Linked DNA regions of Mus musculus: region 2 is linked to region 1. The links are chromatin contacts, called in public Hi-C maps. All regions are on one chromosome and are shown on one strand. The core of a region is the stretch at or near the end of the contact, and the rest is flanking DNA. Distances in the headings are between cores, read along the strand shown.

The links. Hi-C and Micro-C count contacts between places; a contact is called where the count stands out from the background.
Region 2: a contact with region 1 is called in a Hi-C map of Sertoli cells, with 2.8 times the contacts expected there. The contact joins the enhancer-like site here to the promoter of Gem in region 1. A contact is called at or near these places in 8 of 39 promoter capture datasets (the 3T3-L1 cell line, 3T3-L1-derived adipocytes, embryonic stem cells and 4 more), 7 of 484 Hi-C or Micro-C datasets (3T3-L1-derived adipocytes, Sertoli cells, granulocyte-monocyte progenitors and 3 more), 4 of 115 datasets of contacts at active chromatin or transcription factors (bone marrow-derived macrophages, forebrain, heart atrium and 1 more) and 3 of 9 other capture datasets (adipose tissue, liver and macrophages).

What each region holds. Positions count from the first base shown.
Region 1 is chr4:11,703,055-11,705,903 of GRCm38.p6, forward strand. It overlaps Gem (GTP binding protein (gene overexpressed in skeletal muscle)), which reads left to right and starts at 1,393. Exons shown (of 5, transcript NM_010276.4): 1 at 1,393-1,512.
Region 2 is chr4:11,821,646-11,824,591 of GRCm38.p6, forward strand. No RefSeq gene overlaps it. Among named protein-coding and RNA genes, the nearest start is that of Cdh17, 65 kb to the left of the region's middle. Within about 2 kb of position 1,341, at least 8 of the 459 cell types and tissues checked have an H3K27ac peak or open chromatin away from gene starts, as enhancers often do. A contact at or near this core is called in Sertoli cells, where this site is marked.

The DNA.
Region 1 (2,849 bases), core at 143-2,642:
ATCCAGAGCTTTATGGTACCCAGAATAGACTTTAGTTTGGCCACCTAAAGTCTTCCTGAGTGGCCAAACTATAGTCTATTCTGGCTCTGGCTCTTATCTTCCTTGTGCATAAATAAATTTGGGGCTCTGCCTTTGAGACTAAGGCACTCTCCATCTTTCTTATTTGGTGGATTCTACCTTTGCCAGCTTGGTCCCTGACAGACCTGAGGTGCAGCTGGTCACTTGGATAATTCCCAAATCGCATAGATGCCTTCGTGACACCGTTGTAACCACAGAGCAGCCCAGCCACTCCAATAGACACTGGTGCTGGCTGCTTCCCGAGGGGCCGCCAGCCAACCCACAGCAGAAGCTGGCTGGAGAAGCAGATGGATGTGTTGGAAAGGCTAGCATGGACTCTAAACACAGCATGTGGGAAATGCCCACGTCCCCGGGAAATACCCATGTCCTGGGGAAGAGGTCACTTAGCAGTGCAGTTTAAAATGTACTTAAGGCAGGTTTCATTGCAGGGCCTCTTGTTCTCAATCCACAACTGTAGTAAGGGCAAGGTTCTCCAGGCCCACCAGAACCACAGGTCTTTGCAAATCTTAGCAAATGATAGAAGCAGTAGGGCTCTCTCAGGGGATTGAGCCTCCTTGTATCTCCCCATGGCTGGGAAGTCCTGGCTCTAGGCCAAAGTTCCAGCCATGCTGAGCAGCTCGGTTCTGAGATGCGCTGATTGGGGTGTGATTAAATTTCTGATGGAGGAGATTCAGCATTGTGGCCAAAACAGGGGGATGGCAGTGTTTAGCACAAGCTGCTTGGAGCCAACCTGCCCCTTTTCAAGATCCCCTACTCTTTCCTCCGACTCTTCTCTTTTGGATCTCTTCCAGAAGAAGGAAACAAAGCAGTATGTCCCAAGTCAGAGATAAGAAGTCAGGAAGCAGGAAGGGCCTGGTTGCTTCTCAGAGCATGCTCTGAAGGTGGTCTGTCCACTCAGGGTGGCTGTAGCCTCATCCTGGAGGCCGGAGTCCCGCTCACTCAGACGGATCTGTTTTCTTGGCAAAGCTGGACTCGCGGCTTGGGCCTGTTTCTTTCCTCATCCTTTATTCAGACAGCTTACAAGTGCTCTGCTGGGAAGGGCGATTAAGTAGCACTAAGTGTATTTTTCCAGTGTCCACCTGATAAAAAGAAAATAAAACAAAATCAACGATTGAACTGTCATTTTTTTTCTCCCTCACTCCCCTCAAGGGGATAGGGGAGTCACATGACTACGAGTAACTGATTTAGCCAAGTGGCTGCAACTCAGTTTGCTGCAGAGCCGCCCCCTCCCGGCGGGAGCGCTGACGTCACGGAAAAGCCCCGTCGCGGGGCTGCCGGGCGCGCTATAAACGGCGGCGGGCAGCGGAGGCTTCAGGAGGCGGCACTGCCAGCGGACATCACACAGCCTCGGACTGCGGAGCCCGCATCGCAGACGTCAGGCGTTGCAGCAGGCGGATCGACGGCAGACGCCCACCCAGCGCCCAGTGCAGCCAAGTAAGGGGCCATGGCTGAGGGGCAGTCCCAGTGGGAGCCTCTGTGGGAAGGGGCGTTCCTGGTCTCCGAACTTTTTAAGTTAGGAAGGCAGCCAGTCCCTAGACTCCCTAGGTCTGTACCGGGGGTTCTGCCGTGGGAGAAAGAAGTTCAGGCGCAAAGGATGCGCTTCTGATGGGGGTTTCTAAATTCAATTTCGGAGGAGTGTCACCTTACAGATTAGGTGGCCAGGCGGCAGACTTCAAGGTCTGCTGTCGCAAGTCTGTCAACCCAGGGACTGTTTTTAAGACTTAAAAAGAAACCGGCTGGTTCTGGATCGTGGCATAGGTGTGATGTATGGAGTAGGGTGTGTGAGCTGAGCGTGATCCTTGCGCTCACGCGGGGAGCTTGCTGAGTTAAAAACCATAGAGCGGTTATCTCGGGCAGTCTTGGCAGAACAGACTGCCTGTCAGGCAAGGCAGTCTTGCAAGGAAAAAGTTGTAGGAAGTTGTTGAGTGGCTTTTCACTGAGTCTCTGATCTTCTAATTTACGTCAGAAAGGTGCAATTTTTAAAATAAATAATTATATACAGTAAAAAAATCATGGAGTGGACGACGTTCCTTAAGAATGAAGCCCTTTTTGTACAAGTGTGATGTGTCTGAATGTGAGCAGGTCCTTCCCCTCTCAGAAGAACCAGCCTCAGGGCTGCTACGCTAAACAGTTTCTGTAGATAAGAGGGTAGAGCTGAGGCATAGCACTCAAACAGAAACTGTCCCACTCCCCAAATAACGGCCTCTTCAGTCAGGCAGCTGGAGGACATCAGGGCAACCTTACTAAACATGGAAGTTCCCCCAAAGTGCCTGTCCAGTCCAGCCAGGGGAGTGATGTCATTGCCGCGTGTTTCCCACTGAGGCTCAAGACTGCAGGATGCGGGGGCAATTAAGAGCCATGTTTAGACAAGAACAGTTAACCTGGCCAGCTGGTGCCCAGCAGCTCTAACTTGTTGCTGATGGTAATGTCATTTCTGGAGGCAATGGGTTCCTTCCAGCTGCCTCTGTGCCAACTCCCGGTGGGATTTCCAAAGCTCCTTTAAGGACAGAGGGAGCTTATGGGCAATGGATGGATGGTGTTACTGCTACTACAAACGACAGCCTGATTGAGAAGCTAGTTACTGAGTGTGTGTGTGTGTGTTGTTGTTGTTGTTGAAAATTTTGCTTTCTAGGCTTAGGGACAGTTTAGTGGTTGATTCTTACATTAAGAATTCATACCCATCAAATGAAGCACCAAAGACAACTGTGTTGAGCGCCCCTGGGCCTGGCTCATTCTTAATCATATTGCCATCTTTACTGCTCTGATTCCTA
Region 2 (2,946 bases), core at 91-2,590, 120 kb after region 1:
TTGAGGCTCCTTCATTATTTGGATCCATTCTGGCTTCCATGATCACCTGGTCCCTCCTTCCTCTTATTGGAATACAAGGCTAAGACCATAAAATTTTATTTGGCTCCTTCTAGTTTAGTTTGAGGGACTCCCTTGAGGGATTGTGGAATTGACCTTGAGTAAAGTCCTTGGCACAGGAAGAAGAATGTACTAGAAACATGGCTATAGATATTTTCCTCACTCTTGAGTCATATGACAGAAAATCCCTTGTCCAGAAAGACTCTCATGTGGCTATATTTTAGAATTCATTCAAGTTTTTTAGAAATATCGGCAGACCTCAACAATTATAGTCTATTCTATTAGTCCTTATTTTAGAATTCCATTTTAACACTGAAATGTGTTTCTGCTATTTTGAATTTCCATATTATAGATATTGAGAGTAAGAAAAAGTGAAAATTTGTCACCTTTGCATGTCCTGGTTGGTAGTCAGCAGTCCTTCCCCTTAATTATCTGGAGAGATGCCTCTTTATAGCCCATCAGGCCGTTCTGTCACCATGTGTTCATGTGCTTGCCTCTCCTGCCTTACCACATCAATCCCACATGCTGAGATCTTGGAGTCAGAGGTCATGTTTCATTGTCTTTGTGAGTTTTCCATGGACTCCTGGAATGATCTTTACTATGACAGATGCCTAAGAAACATTGAATGAAGCTGGAGGACTCCCAGGTCTTGGAGAAGCTGCATTTTCTGTTTGCTTTTTTGGGTGGTGGAGATTGTTTCTGTTCCCTTGAGTTCAAAGTTGTCATCTGTTAACCCTTTGCAACACATAGTGTGAACTGGAAGTGTCTCTGTCTACAACCTGTGGTGCTATCGGGAGATGGCAGAACCAACATTTAGGAAGTAGGGTCTGATAGAAAGAATAATTTCTTATTATTAAATGTATGTCCTAAGGAGATATTGAGGCATTGCTTCCTCCTCCCATTTCAACAATAACTGGTCATTATAAGGTAACTTTGTTCTTTGTTCCATCACACTTGACCCCATTGACCCCAAGCATCAAAGACAACGGACAACAGATTAAAACCACAGACAAGTCAAAATACAGCTCTTCCTTTTTAAGTTGATTTCCTCAGTTATTTTGTCACAGCGATGAAAAACTGGTTAAAACACCATATAAACCATATAAAAAAAAGACATCTTAACCAATTTGTGTTTTGACTTCAGCATCTTTTCCTTATCAGGAATTAGACCAGATTGGACAAGAGCAGAATGAGCCCAAAATAACTTTCACCAGCACTAGAACAATTCAAAGCTCCTAAGGAAATAGCAACACTCTTTGGAAGCTTCTAGCTGTTCCAGAGTTTAAAGGGAATATTAATTGCTACATTTTGGCAAAGACAAGGTCATCTGACAGGCTAGGGGTGAATCATTCAGGTTAGTGCTTTCTGGAACTCTGCCATGAATGGTTTTCTTTTTGACATATGTTCAGCTTCTTAAAACAGCTTAATTTTAATAATATTTCTAGGGTTTCCCATATTAATAATATTTAGAATACAAAGGAAGTATGGCAAAATTCTCAAGGTCAAAAAAAGAGAGAGAGAAAAGAAATTAATGAAGTGTTCCTCTCTGTAGTGGGAGTGATGCCTGCTGGCCCTACAAAGCTCTCTCAGAGCAGGGTGTGTGCCCAGCGAAGGAACCTCTTTAGATTTCCACAGCTTAACCCATGAATGACCATTATTACTTTCTTATCCATAGAAGCAATCGCAACAACTTTTGCTGTTACAGTTCCCATTCCATTTACTTTGTCTTTTCTATCTGGTCTTTATGTGTAATTCTGGATGTACCCAGATTCTAGGTTCAAGGACTCCTCTAAGAATTTATTTGGAATTATTTATTGCTTTCTCCAAGGGTAATCTCAAAATGATTAGTCCATATTTACTGTAATGTTTGCCCATCTTAGGCCAATCTTATTTCTGCTTTTTTATCACAGTCAGAGAGAGCTTCATCCTAAGACCAAGCACCAAGATCATCTCTGTGAGGTCCGGTGGGGGGATTGCAGAGGGAGCTGGTAACGGCTTCACAACAGCTGGGAACAGTCAGTCGAGTGCAACAAAATTCATAAACCATGTTAGGAGTTTTGGTGCCCTGGGAAAAGCTCCCAAATGTTCCAATCATTAAATTAGTTGCCTTAAATCACTTTCAGATGAACAAATTCAGGACAAACATGACCAACTTTTAAATGGAATCATATGTTCCAAGAGCAAAATGGAAAACAAAAAGATGAATAATTCATCCTTCCCCACCTGCTTTTGAAGGTGTTGTCAGACTGGGTAGCAACAGGATGGGGAGCAGACATCTTTGGCATGTCTTCCCTTGGGGACTACAGCCTGAATATACACAACCTCAGACCATTGACTTAAAGGAATCTAATCCATACAATGGCTGTGCCATCTAAAGTAATTGATTTCAGGGTCTCTAATACGTGTTATATGATCAGTAAATGTTCATTTGATTGAAAAGTGAATACATGAAATACAGTTTCCCGTGAAGAGGATAAAGGAAGGATATACTTCAAAAACTCTGGAAATTTGTTCTAGTAAAGCAACTCTTTGCATGTGACTAGAAACTTACTGAGAGCGTAACAGAAGGCCACAGACAGTAGCACTGTCATCATGGTCACCAACAGTGTTAGGAGCAGCGTCAGTAGATACTGGCTCCTCCCTGTAGCATGAGCACACACTGTCGACACCAATACAGAGGAGCACACTTGCTCTCCCATCATCTGCAACAACAAGAGACTTAAGGGAGGAGCCCAAAGGCAACACTGCCTAAACACCTGGTGAGATAGAGGTCTCTGCAGAGTTAATGTGTACTTTGCTCTCTTACCTCACAACTTTAAATTTTGGTAGAAAAGTTCCAATCTAGAGCAATTCCTGCAGAGGCACTCCACAAGATCAGGAGCTGAAGGC